Linked DNA regions of Canis lupus: region 1 is linked to region 2. Evidence: chromatin contacts called from public Hi-C data. All regions are on one chromosome and are shown on one strand. The core of a region is the stretch at or near the end of the contact, and the rest is flanking DNA. Distances in the headings are between cores, read along the strand shown. Region 1 holds the start of FBXO28 (F-box only protein 28). Region 2 holds the start of NVL (nuclear valosin-containing protein-like).

Evidence for each region. Hi-C and Micro-C count contacts between places; a contact is called where the count stands out from the background.
Region 1: a Hi-C map of blood shows a contact between it and region 2, with 5 times the contacts expected there. The contact joins the promoter of FBXO28 here to the promoter of NVL in region 2. A contact is called at or near these places in 4 of 9 Hi-C or Micro-C datasets (amygdala, blood and liver).

Annotation. Positions count from the first base shown.
Region 1 is chr7:40,152,866-40,156,468 of UU_Cfam_GSD_1.0, reverse strand. It overlaps FBXO28 (F-box only protein 28), which reads left to right and starts at 2,239. Exons shown (of 5, transcript XM_038542887.1): 1 at 2,239-2,505. The coding sequence starts at 2,239. LOC102157245 (a long non-coding RNA gene) reads right to left here and starts at 2,130. Exons shown (of 5, transcript XR_005362327.1): 1 at 1,839-2,130.
Region 2 is chr7:39,991,489-39,995,145 of UU_Cfam_GSD_1.0, reverse strand. NVL (nuclear valosin-containing protein-like) reads right to left here and starts at 1,691. Exons shown (of 21, transcript XM_038542883.1): 1 at 1,566-1,691. The coding sequence starts at 1,622.

The sequences.
Region 1 (3,603 bases), core at 990-3,489, 160 kb before region 2:
GGATATCATATCAGGAGGTATGTGGTGTCCATTCCTCTCAAAACGCTGGATATTAATGTTAATGATTTGATTATGGTAGTGTCCACCAAATTTCTCTATTGCAAACTTTTTATTTTTGCAAGTAATATGCAATTTGTAGGGAGTTATTTTGAGACCACCTAAATATTACGTTCCACCTACCTTTACTTTCTCCTTTTAGCATTTTTTTGAGGACTCTTGCCTCAATCAATTCTCTGTTGAGACACACCCTGTCCCCCACCCCACTAATCCTCTGCCTGCCAGGATTTACTACCCCAGCAGGACCTCCCCCTCCATCCCCCTCCCTGTCCCCACAGCAGGCTGCCTGTTGCTCTCCCATCCCTCACCAGGACCCCACCCCTCACAACGCAGGATGCCTCTCCCTCCTCCCACCCTGCCCCCCCCAACCAGGACACCTCTCCCTCTGCATCCCCCAGCAGGCCCTCCCCCCCATCTTGTCCCCACAGCAGGCTGCCTCTCGCTCTCCCATCCCTCTCCCTCTGCCCCCCCCCCAAGCAGGACGCTTCTCCCCCTGCATCCCCCAGCAGGACCTCCCCCCTCACCTCATCCCCACAGCAGGCTGCCTCTTGCTCTCCCATCCCTCACCAGGACCCCGGCCCCCCCCAACGCAGGATGCCTCTCCCTCCTCCCACCCTGCCCCCCCCAAGCAGGTCGCTTCTCCCCCTACATCCCCCAGCAGGACCTCCCCCCTCACCTCATCCCCACAGCAGGCTGCCTCTTGCTCTCCCATCCCTCACCAGGACCCCGGCCCCCAGGAACGCAGGATGCCTCTCCCTCCTCTCACCCTGCGCCCCCCCCCAAGCAGGTCGCTTCTCCCCCTGCATCCCCCAGCAGGACCTCCCCCAACCTCGTCCCCACAGCAGGCTGCCTCTCGCTCTCCCATCCCTCTCCCTCCGCCCCCCCCAAGCAGGTCGCTTCTCCCCCTGCATCCCCCAGCAGGACCTCCCCCCACCTCGTCCCCACAGCAGGCTGCCTCTCGCTCTCCCATCCCTCTCCCTCCACCCCCCCCAAGCAGGACGCTTCTCCCCTGCATCCCCCAGCAGGACCTCCCCCCCCACCTCGTCCCCACAGCAGGCTGCCTCTCGCTCTCCCATCCCTCTCCCTCCGCCCCCCCCCCCAAGCAGGACGCTTCTCCCCCTGCATCCCCCAGCAGGACCTCCCCCCCCACCTCGTCCCCACAGCAGGCTGCCTCTCGCTCTCCCATCCCTCTCCCTCCGCCCCCCCCCCCAAGCAGGACGCTTCTCCCCCTGCATCCCCCAGCAGGACCTCCCCCCACCTCGTCCCCACAGCAGGCTGCCTCTCGCTCTCCCATCCCTCTCCCTCCACCCCCCCCAAGCAGGACGCTTCTCCCCTGCATCCCCCAGCAGGACCTCCCCCCCCACCTCGTCCCCACAGCAGGCTGCCTCTCGCTCTCCCATCCCTCACCAGGACCCCGGCCCCCGCCAACGCAGGATGCCTCTCCCTCCTCTCACTCTGCCCCCCCCCAAGCAGGACGCTTCTCCCCCTGCATCCCCCAGCAGGACCTCCCCCCCCACCTCGTCCCCACAGCAGGCTGCCTCTCGCTCTCCCATCCCTCTCCCTCCGCCCCCCCCCCCCCCCCCAAGCAGGACGCTTCTCCCCCTGCATCCCCCAGCAGGACCCTCCCCTCCCCCCGCCCCACTCCCGGCCCCCGGAGCCCCGCGCACCGCCCCGTGCCGCCCCCCCACCCCCACCCCAATGCTGCCCTGTGGGTCTGGCCTCTTGCATTCAGCACGGTGTTTCCCAGGTCCATCCGCCCGGTGGCCCTGATGAGTACTCACTCCCCGCCGTCCGCCTGAAGGGACCGCCCGACTGCACCGGCGACCACGCGCTGCCCACGTCGCGTCCACACTCGCCAGGCAACACTACTCCCCGCCCGCGTCAGGAGGCGCGCCCAGAAAGCCGCCCCCGCGGGCTGCACTCGGGCAGGCAGGGCTCCCTCGCCCTCCGGTCCTTGCCGGCCTCGGGTCGGAGGGCTTCCAAAGGCCCCGTTCCCGGGACGGAGGAGGCCCGGCCACCCCGCCACCCCGACCGCGGACCCCGAGACCCGCTCGCGCCGCCTCGCTCCGCGCAGACCCCGCCCCCTCGGCGGCCCCGCCCCCCCGCGGCCCGGGGCGGAAGTGACGCACCGGAAGCGGCCCTGGTCCCCTTGCAGTGGGGGGAAGGAATCAAACCCCCAAGATGGCGGCGGCGTCGGAGGAGCGGATGGCTGAGGAAGGAGGCGGCGGCCACGGCGACGGCGGCCCCTCTTCGGCCGTCGGCTCTGCCCAGCGACTGCCCCCCCCGCCCCCGCCCCCGGCCCCGCAGCCGGGCTCCCAGGCGCCCCCAGCCCCGGCGCTGGCTCCCGACCAGCTGCCTCAAAACAACACGCTGGTGGCGCTGCCCATCGTAGCCATCGAGAACATCCTCAGCTTTATGTCCTACGACGAAATTAGCCAGCTCCGCCTGGTGAGGCCCCCGCGGGACCCCCGCCGCCCCCTCCGCCGGCCGCGGTCTGGGGAGGGGCGGAGCGGGGAGCGCGTCCCCAGGGGAGGGAGCCACAGCCGGCTCCAGTACGCGGGGTGCCGGCGCCGGGCGGCGGAGGCGTCCCCTTCCTGCCGCGGGGCTGGGGGCTCGCCGCCCCCGCCGGGAGCCGGGCGTCCCAGCGCCGGCCCGCGGCTCCGGTCGCCCCTTGGGTGCTCCGGCGCCCGGCCCCGCGGCCCGGCCGGCCAGGTTCGGTGGGTCGGCAGGAAGCGCGCACTGTGCCCAGCCTGGCCCCCCGCAGCCCCGGACCCAGGTCTCCCTGTCGGAGGAGATGGAGAAGGGTCGGCGAGGCCTCCCCACACCCGGGGGGCCCGGGGGGCCCGGGGGCCCGGGGGGCGTGAGCTCCGGGGGGGGCCCGCTCCCCAGGTGACCCGTAACGTAGAGCCCACCGAGAGCGCGTCCGGCTCGGCCTCGCCCGGCACTCCGCCCTCGGGGAGCACCTCGCCCCTGGACAGGGTTGGTTTCTCTCGCAGTTCGTGTTCTAACTAGTGACTTAACGCCCACCCGCCAGCTTCAAATCTCAGGAGTTGAGTGGCTTCCAGGACGGACCGACGAGCCGGTGGGCTTCGACCTCGCCCCCTCCCCCCACCCCCGCCTTCCCTGGAGGGGGTGACGAACCGCTTGGTTCAGGGACGTGTTTTGCTTCCTGTCGGGGAATTTATCTTTAAGTGGGAAGGAAATCGAAGGAGGTGGACATGTTGGAGAGATCGCACACCGATTCTGTGTAGGAGCTAAATCTGTGCGGGGATTGTTTTTAAGAGGACAAAGACGTATTTCTGAATGTACAGCGTACAGCATTTTCCCCTTCACGGGCCACACTCTGGGTGTACACTTGCAGTTTTAACGGGATGATAATTGCGCTTTTGAAAGGGAACCATACTTTTTAAAGAAAGTTTATAAATTCTGGCACAAACTGATGACCCAAGGTTTTTTTTTTTCCAGTGAACCCAGCGGTTCTGCCCCTCCACCCCCGACCCCCCAGTCTGCAAGAATGGAAGATTCTTCGGTGGAAAAGTCATATTT
Region 2 (3,657 bases), core at 442-2,941:
CCATCCAGACATCTACTGATGAAGTGAGGCAGCACGTGGTGGGGACACCGAGAGCCAGCTGCGGGCTGCAGGAGGGTCAGTGTGGTGAGGACACAGAAAGCAAGAGGGAGCAAAAGGAGCATGAAGAAGTAGACGGGGCCCAGAGTACATGACTCTTTAGGATGGTTTTTCCCCAGATACTATGGGAGCCCACTGCAGGGGGTTTTGAGCAGGGCCCCGCCAAGCTCCCTTTAAAAGAACCTCCCTGGCAGCCCGGTGAAGAACACACCTTACGTAGGTAAAATGACCACAGAGATCCGCAGTCAACTGTGCTGTGACGGTGGGAGGCGTGGCTGGGCCTGGGGTACGTGGTGATGGGAAAGGCAAATAAAGTACCAATTCATTGGTTACAGAAAGCGAAACAAAGGAGTAGTAATGGTTGGGAAGGTTGTTAAGGTTTCTGGCCCTGACTACTGGACACTACTGGTAGTGTCATTTACTGAAATAGAGAACACTGAGAAAAGACCAGTTTGGAGGAGAATATCTAAAAATCGAGTGTAGCTATGTTGTTGGAGATGCCCATCAGACATTCAAGAGGAAATGTTGAGTACACAGTTGGATTTTTTTTTAAAGGATTTTATTTATTTATTCATGAGAGTGAGAGAGAGGCAGAGACACGGGCAGAGGGAGAAGCAGGCTCCCTGCAGGGAGCCCGACGACGTGGGACTCGATCCCAGGTCTCCAGGATCACGCCCCGGGCCAAAGGCAGGCGCTAAACCACGGAGCCACCAGGGCTGCCCCACAGCTGGATTTTCAAGATAAAATCCACACTGCACGCACGAGTCTTGGAAATAAGGAGTATGTAAAGTGAATATATAGGGGCCCCTGGGTGGCTCAGTCGGTCGAGTGTCCGCCTTTGGCTCAGGTCATGATCTGAGGGTCCCAGGATCCAGCCCTGTGGGGCGCCCTGCTCCCGCGGAGTCTTCATCTCCTTCTCCCTCTGAACCCCACACCCCCATGCTCTCACCCTCTCTCTCAAATAAATATAAAAAAATAAAGTGAATATGTTTTCATTGCATTTACGTTTACATATTCACAAATACACGTATACGGCATCTTCCATCTGTATTATTTTTTGGCGAGCATATAAATCGTACACAGATAGTATTTAAAGGCTCTGGACCGGGTGACAGCACCTAGGAAGTAAAAGGAGTGTGAGGACCGAGAAACAGCACAGGAACACTTATTTAGACTTCGGTAGCACGAGACCCATCCGAAAAGGAAACTGCGGCACCGCACCGGCAAAGTAAAAGAGTGAGAGGATGCAGCTTCCAAAGCGCAGAGTGAAACGTCTCCCTCCTCCTTACGCCGCTTGGAGGCTGCGCCACTGCAAGACACTCAGCGCGCGTGGCTCCCCGCGGACCAGCGGACACCGGGAACCGGCGGCCCCACGGCCTCTCCCAGGTCCGAACCGCGCGAGGCCCCTGCGCGCCGCCCGGCGCTCGGGGCTGCACCGCGGGACACCGCCCGGGCCCGGCTCGGCTCGCCGCGGGGGCCACCGAGAAAGCGCGGCGCCCGGCATCTACCTGCGCGACTCGCTGCTTCAGCTTGCGGTCCACGAACCTCGCGGGCCGGGGCTTCATGGCGCGCGGCCGCAGGCGGGGAGCGGGCTCCACCGGAGCCGGGGTCCTCGCCGGGCTGCCCGCGGCGATCGCCGGGCCGCCCGCCCCCCGTGCCCGCGCCCGCCCCGCCCCAGCCGGCGCTGTCCCGAGTGAGGAGAACGCCCCGAGAAACAGGACACCTGCCAACGCTGGGGACTCCGTGGGAGCCTTATTTTGCAGGCTCGTCCAGCGGGCCCTGGATGACAAAAGACCCCTTTTGAACAAGCTCAACTTTATTGTTCCCCGCTGCGCGGACACAGGTGCGCACCGCCGCTCTGGGGACCTGCGGACGTCCGTGCCCGGCTTGGGTTCGTGCGTCGGGTCCAGCCACGCCTTCTCCGTGCGACGCTAGTATCGGCCAGAACCTTTTTTTTTTTTTTTTAACTCATGATACTCATAGAGAGGAGAGAGAGGCAGAGACACAGGCAGAGGGAGAAGCGGGCTCCATGCCGGGACTCCGGGATCGCGCCCTGGGCCAAAGGCAGGCGCTAAACCGCTGCGCCACCCAGGGATCCCTCCAGAATCTTAACAAAACCCGAACCTGAGGTCTCCTGGAACGAGGCGGCCAGGATGAAAACACGGCGCCACCTGGCTCCGCAGGGAGGCCCCACCTGGGAGGAGGGAGGGTTCGGGCCCTGGCAGGTGTGCGCAGGGGAGCGCAGGTGTGAGCAGGGGAGCGCAGGTGTGAATAAAAGGGCCCAGGTGAGCAGGGGAGTGCAGGTGTGAGCAGGAGGGCACAGGTGTGAGCAGGGGAATGCAGACGTGAGCAGGAGGCCACAGATGTGAGCGAGGGGTGCAGGTGTGAGCAGGAGGGCGCAGGTGTGAGCAGGTGTCCACAGGGGAGCTCAAGTGTGCCTTATCCAGAGACCTGGAGGTCTTGCACTGTTTTCTGCCACTGGCTTAGGGAGTACATGCGGTGCAGGACTACAGCTAGACCCATAAGCGGCCCAAAATTTTGATGAACATCTGTATTTGCCCGTTGGGTTTTATTATGCAGTTGAGAAGACACAAAGAGACAGTTAACGTTAACAGGCACACTCACATGCACAGTTACCGGCTCTTCTTTCTGTTTGCTTGTTGGTTTATCTTATTCTCAGGATTCCTGTTTGAGATCTAATTTGGCTGATGGCAACACTGTTTATTCAGGTGGGGGGAGGTGGAATTAGAAGCTGGGAGATGCTGGCACACAACCATCTTCTTGCTCAGGAAACCATGGCTTATCTTCCCCTCTGAATTCCTTTTTTTTTTTTTTTTTTTTTATTTATTTATGATAGGCACACAGTGAGAGAGAGAGAGGCAGAGACACAAGCAGGCTCCATGCACCGGGAGCCCGATGTGGGACTCGATCCCGGGTCTCCAGGATCGCGCCCTGGGCCAAAGGCAGGCGCTAAACCGCTGCGCCACCCAGGGATCCCTTCCCCTCTGAATTCCAATCACATGCCTCGCTGCCCTTTACAGTGGTTCTTATCCCTACACTGAATATAGATTCCCACTCTGATACTCAAAACTTAGGTTAACTGGGCTCCAACTTCCTTTCCTCCTTCTCTGCTGTGCATGCCTAGGGCTGCTGTGTCACCGCAGTGCGGCAGCTGGGAGGAGGTGGGAGTCCTGCTCCCAGGGTTACAGTTACTGAAGCTGCTGGGTACCTGCAGCTCTATGACTTTTGAAAAACTAGCTAGCTAGCCAGCTCCATTGTGGCCTTTCCCCATATTTCCCTGGGTTAAAATCTCTGCCCATTGCATGAATATTCAACAAACATTTATTGAGTTCTCACCGGTTTCAGTCCCTGCCCTGCCCTTGAGTTTTGTAGAGAAGAGAGAGAGAGAGAGAAAAAAAGATAATTGTACCTTTTTATGACATCTTTTCTTATTAGGTTAAGTATTTATGTACTTGATTATATCAAACTTTAGCAGCAGCAAAGACTTCTTGCAGTAATTAGCATAAATAGTCAATGCCTAATAACCGTTTAAATGTAATTTAATTGTGTGCATGCTGAATGTACCACATAGAATAAAGA